Linked DNA regions of Mustela erminea: region 1 is linked to region 2. Evidence: chromatin contacts called from public Hi-C data. All regions are on one chromosome and are shown on one strand. The core of a region is the stretch at or near the end of the contact, and the rest is flanking DNA. Distances in the headings are between cores, read along the strand shown. Region 1 holds the start of CTTNBP2NL (CTTNBP2 N-terminal-like protein). Region 2 holds the start of ST7L (suppressor of tumorigenicity 7 protein-like).

Region 1 (2,743 bases), core at 181-2,680, 160 kb after region 2:
GAGCTGACCCTGCTTTTTTATTTGTCCTTATCTCTGAGATTTAAGCCTGGCTCTTACTTCTCATCCCTTAAATTTTGGCAGGTAATACCACTGTTACAAAACCAGTCAATAACATCATGTGTGTTTCAGTTTCCTCTGGAAGGAAAAACCTCCGCCATAAAAAAGGGGCTACACAGTAACCAAAGGCCACAGAGGGGATTAATGATAAACCTAGATGGCTGAACCTGAATTTTCTTCAAACACTTCCTGCCTTTTGTTTCAACAGAACTATACCTTCAAGGTTAACTGCAGTCTCCCTGAGCAACGGACCAGCCCACCCTAGACTGGGAGATACTCAGTCCTAATCTAATGCTCTTTATATACTTATCTACACTGTTTTATTTGAAAACGTGCTATTATTCACTAGCAGTCCAACAATACACACTGCATTCTACCCACGTAAGGCCAACTCTGCAGATGACCAACACACCCACCTATCTGTGAAACAGAAAATGATGGTTTTTCATCAAGTTCCCAAGGCAGAAATAGGGTAGAAAGCCAAAATGAAACGCAACTCAAACCTGAAAAAGCCTTAGAAGTTGGTTCCTCCCTCAAGGAGCAGAGATTGGAGGGGCGGCACAAAGGGTGAAGGGGGAGCGGGGAGTTAGTATTTCTCGTTCCTCCAGAGTCTAAAAGAGTCCCGAAGCAGGTGAGCTCTGGGCCCGCGCCACCTTACCCCTCCCCCGCCCAAGGGAACAGAGGATCCGAGGGGCTTCAAGAGGAAGCCCGAGTATCAGAGCGTGGGGGATGGGAAGAACTGAAGTGGGGGAAGGCCGCTTCTTCTGTGGAGCTGGCTGTCTAGATAGGGTCTTGATTTCTGCCTCACCCATCTTTTTTGGAAAATACTGATTTTTATCTTACGGGTGAAACTAGCGCTGGTCCCACTCTGGCGAGCAGGGACAAGCGTAGGGAGGGATGTCTGGGTTCCCGGGGGTATCGTATGGGGGTGGAGGCGGCAGCCTAGAGAATGAGAACCTGCGCGCCCTCCCCAAGGTTGAGGCGCCGGGTGAGCGGGACCCTTAAACGAGGGGTGTCAGAGGGAAGCCCCTTATACGGAGCTGGGACTGACCGGGGACAATAAGTAGTTGCGAGGACCCTCGGAGGATGGGGAGCCGCCTCCTCGGGGAATACCGGGAGGCGGAGGAGACGGCCCCGCCCCCTCAGGGGATGGGCGCAAGTGGCAGTTGGGACGGCGGTGGGAGGACACCGGTGGGCCTACCCTTGCTTTTCTCTCGAGAACCCGGCCCCCCAGCCACCGTCGAGCCCCAGCCCTGACGGCTCCTACCTTTTCCCCGCGCTCCGGTCTCTGCTCCCCGCCGCCTCCGCCACCCGCTCGCATCCAAGCCTCCTGAGGCCCCGCCCCTCAACCGCCAGACGGGCGCAATGGCATTCACCAGGGCCAATCGCCACCTCGCTTCCTCAGCACCGGCACCAATCCGCGCCTGCTGGAGGAGGGGCTTCTCCAAAGTCATTTAGGCTCCTCCCGGGGCCCCAAGATCCCTTTTGTTTGGGGAGAGCCGGGCTGGGATTGAGCTCGCGTCACTTCCTGGAGGAAGCGCGCTCCTCCGGCCGGGGCTCCGGGGTGGGCTCGCGCCCCTCCCGGCTCGGCTTCTGCAACTTTCCACCTTCTGCGGTTTCTGGGCAGCACGGTGCCGAGTGTTTCTTGCTTTATCCTCCTAGTCTGGGAGGCTTAGGAATGGCGGGCTTTGGGAGCTCAGGTTGATTGGGCACATTAACGTTTCATTCTATCCAAAATGTTAATAAATGAAATGCCCTTTGGCGTCTGCTTTAGAATTAGTTGTCGCAAACCCGGTAACGTGTCTTTCCTGCTGTCTCTTTCTCTTGGACCAGCTTGTGGGTGTGGTGCTAGAAGCAAGAGCGCAAACATGATAAACCCGGAGACCCCCCCACTTCCCCGCCCCACCCCGGCCTTCTCTTTTCCCATTACATTTGGAAGGGAAGTACTAGCACTGGAGCTCCTGGCGCGGGGACACCGGGTAGCACCAGGGAGGGCAAAACCCAGTCCCACCTGCCTTCCAGGCAAAAGTCGAGTGATTGCAAATTAGTCTGTCAATATGCGTGTCCGATGAGAGGATATTTTTTGTGTTCTTGGCCCTATTGTGGGGCAACGGCGTTTGCAGTAAAGCTGGAACAAAGGGCAATGTAGAAGATGCAAGAAATGTCTGTCCCTTCTTGTGAACACAGGAATGCAGATCTTGCTGTTAGCAGCAAGCCTTCCCAGGACCATCCCTATCCCAGGATACGGATGCATCCCTATCAGAGGTTAAGGTTTCTGGGTTCCTTCCCCATAGACTGCTCTCCAGGTCACCAGATTTATTTAGCTGGTTAAAATAATAATAGCCCGGGCACCTGGGTGGCTCAGTGGGTTAAAACCTCTGCCTTTGGCTTGGGTCATGATCTCAGGGTCCTGGGATCCAGCCCCACATCAGGCTCTCTGCTCAGCGGGGAGCCTGCTTCTCCCTCTCTCTGCTTGCCTCTCTGCCTACTTGTGATCTCTGTCTGTAAATAAATAAATAAATAATAATAAAATAATAACCACATTATTTTTAAATACAATATAGTAAATACTTATGATACAATTAAAATTTATAATGGCTAAGTAATGTATTGTTTTTAATATATTATTCTTAATCATAACAATTATTATTGAGCAAGATAGTACTGGAGCATAGTATTGATCTAG
Region 2 (2,794 bases), core at 69-2,568:
ACAGGGGAAAGTGGTCAAATTCTGAAGCTAACGTCCTGAGGCTTACACATTTATTACTGAGAATCAGTTCAGCCGATAGTAAGTAAGAAAAGAGTGGATGGGCGGACAACACATGGGTACCTCTCCCTGTCGAGGAGTCGTGACAGCAAAATCACTTCCTGAGGAAGGAGGAGCGAAAGGGAAGTTAAGAGGCCATCCTGACCAGGAAGTGACTCGCCCTAAACTAGCCTCAATCGTATCTAAAAATGGGGGGATGGGGAGAGCCCCAACAGTTAAAGGCGGTAAAATAAATGCTTCTTGATACATCGAGACATCACCATCGCCCCCGCTCTTAATTACACAATAAAGTCCACAGTCACAATTCAATAAACGAAAGTCTCTTCTCTTGCTTAAGGGTCATTAGGCTGTGCTTCAGGCCCAGGAAGAGAAAGAGTTGAGGAATGGGGAACTGGGGCCACCGTGAGGCAGACCAAAGCCCCTAAAGAGAGAAGCGTCCCAACTGCAGAGCGTATCCCAGTACAGGCCAAGAAGCTTCTTTTTTCTGGGGACACCGCCAGGGTTCCCACCGCAGCCAGGTCAGGCCCCCGTTCCCTGTCGCGAGAGGAGGCAAGAGAGAGAGGCGGACCCCTTACCTTCTCCTCATCCGACACCCGGTCCTCGAAGTCGGCCATCTTGGGCTGCTCTGGCCCAGCCCGGCCCCAGCGCGAGGCAGGCCGGGAAGGAAGCTGAGTGATGGAATCACCGCGGGGGCTGTCGGAAGGACCCGCCCGGAAACGCCGACCCAGAGGGCGCCATGTCAGTTTCGGGCGGGGTGGTGGTTCTGAGCGCCGTCTCTCCGCGAAGTCCCTAACTCTGCCTTAAAACTTTTCCTTAAATGATTTTAAAACTAATAGTTTTCTCACTGAGTTACGTTCATTTCCTCCGTTCATCTATGAGACGCTGGGGGCATGTTTCGACTATTCCTGACACCCGAATTCCGTCCGACCAAATCGCAATTGTTACTGTACGTTTTCCTAGTACCAGTGATATCTGTGGCGGCCGAGTCCAAAGGGCTAACTGCTGTTCGGGCCCTGGAACGGTCGGTGGCTTTTCCAACCCTGGGAATAGGGTGAGAGGTGACCGTCACTCGCATGGAAGCGAAAACATTTCACTCAGAGATCACATCTCAGTCCAGTTCCTCCAATATGTGCCGCCAGTCACCCTTTCCTGTCCTTCGAAGGAAAGGTAACCTCAGTCTTGGGCCGCTCCCTCACGTTCCAAATTTTTTTGGTCCGCGTTCCCTGGGACTCAGCCTCCACAGAGGCCAATTTTAGGTCCGCCACTATCCCAGGATTCCCGACTCCCGGTTTCCTGCCTTTCTCCCCTCCCAGCTCCCGGAGCCTGCGGGAGCGGCAAGATGGCGGACGGAGACGGATTGGGTGAAGCAGCCACTGCTACGGCATCTCCTCCTGCACCTGCTCCGGGCCTGAGCCCGTCGCTCGGCTGGAGGGAGCGGCTGCGGGCCGGACTGGCGGGGACTGGGGCCTCGCTGTGGTTCGTGGCGGGGCTTGGACTGCTTTACGCTCTGAGGGTCCCGCTGAGGCTGTGTGAGAATTTGGCTGCGGGTGAGAGGCCCAGACCTCCCTGGGGATGGGCGGGGGGAGCTAGAAGAGGGACCGGGAGCAAGAGGCAAAGGGCAGAGATTCTCCGCAGTCACTGGAGAGCTTCAGAGAAAGTCTTTGGTGCTCTACCTAGTGTGTTCTTCTCCCGGTCTGCAACTCCGCAGCTGATTGTCAAACCTGAGCTGCAGCTATGGGCTCCTCCCTTGAGCTCTTAAGATCCGCCCTCTCTCAACTGTCCTCGTTTACCCGAGGAAGAGCCCGCCACCTGACACGCTGTAGGCTTCAGGTAGTAGGACAAGATGAGAGCATTTTCATATCCGTTGCAGAATTTATATATACTTCCAGCATTGGTAGGATCCATTGAAAATCATTCTTTTGAGTCTCTCGCCGGTTAGCCAAGAGTTCCCACACCCAGACTACAAAGATGAGGGTTTCTGCATTCAAAGACCTAAAAGGAAAAAAAAAAAAAAAAGCCATGATCTTAGCCAACCATTATATTCTAAGATAGTTCTGTCAAGAAAGTTTTTGTGGTATCTTGGTCTCTTCTTTGCTTTAGGCTTTATCTTGAGTAATACAGGAAGTTAAGGGGAAGAGAGCCACAAACAGTAATGGGTTCTTTCAACATTCGTAGAAAGCTTGCTATGTAGTCTGAGCTGAAGATACAGAGACGTGTCAGAAGTGATGATCCCCGTGGATTCTGCAAATACTATACTTTACCTGTAGCCAGGACAAAGTGGATGGGAGCCAGGGCCTTTTACCATTACATTACAGTATTTCCACTCAAGCTCTGAACAAGATGAAAGTATTTTTGCTGTGTGATGACTATGACTATCAGTACCTGTGGTTTATTTTTCTGCAGCAAGAAAAGGCAAATGTCTCCTTTTCTTTTTCATAAGATGACATGAAATACTGTGAGATAATGTTCTGGACTTTTTAGAAGATAGGTTTTATGTAAGTTCGGATATAACAAACATACTAAAACTAAGTAAATTGGCCTTCCTAGACTATTTGGAAGAGCTAATTTGCTGTCTCTGTAACTGGTTAATGAAGTGCTTACTAGTGGTTTGCATGCTCAGTGAAATATTATTCATTGATTTTATCATTTATTTTTCCACGTGTTAACTAGATAACACCATTGGGATGAGAGTAGTTAACTGTGGTAGATTTTTATTAATTTCTGAAACCTGTGGTAT

Evidence for each region. A called contact is a pair of places that touch in the nucleus more often than the background predicts.
Region 1: a Hi-C map of fibroblasts shows a contact between it and region 2, with 4 times the contacts expected there. The contact joins the promoter of CTTNBP2NL here to the promoter of ST7L in region 2. A contact is called at or near these places in 2 of 3 Hi-C or Micro-C datasets (fibroblasts and spleen).

What each region holds. Positions count from the first base shown.
Region 1 is chr10:13,568,176-13,570,918 of mMusErm1.Pri, forward strand. CTTNBP2NL (CTTNBP2 N-terminal-like protein) reads right to left here and starts at 1,431. Exons shown (of 6, transcript XM_032301628.1): 1 at 1,325-1,431.
Region 2 is chr10:13,408,154-13,410,947 of mMusErm1.Pri, forward strand. ST7L (suppressor of tumorigenicity 7 protein-like) reads left to right here and starts at 1,319. Exons shown (of 15, transcript XM_032301630.1): 1 at 1,319-1,604. The coding sequence starts at 1,397. CAPZA1 (F-actin-capping protein subunit alpha-1) reads right to left here and starts at 805. Exons shown (of 10, transcript XM_032301637.1): 1 at 633-805. The coding sequence starts at 671.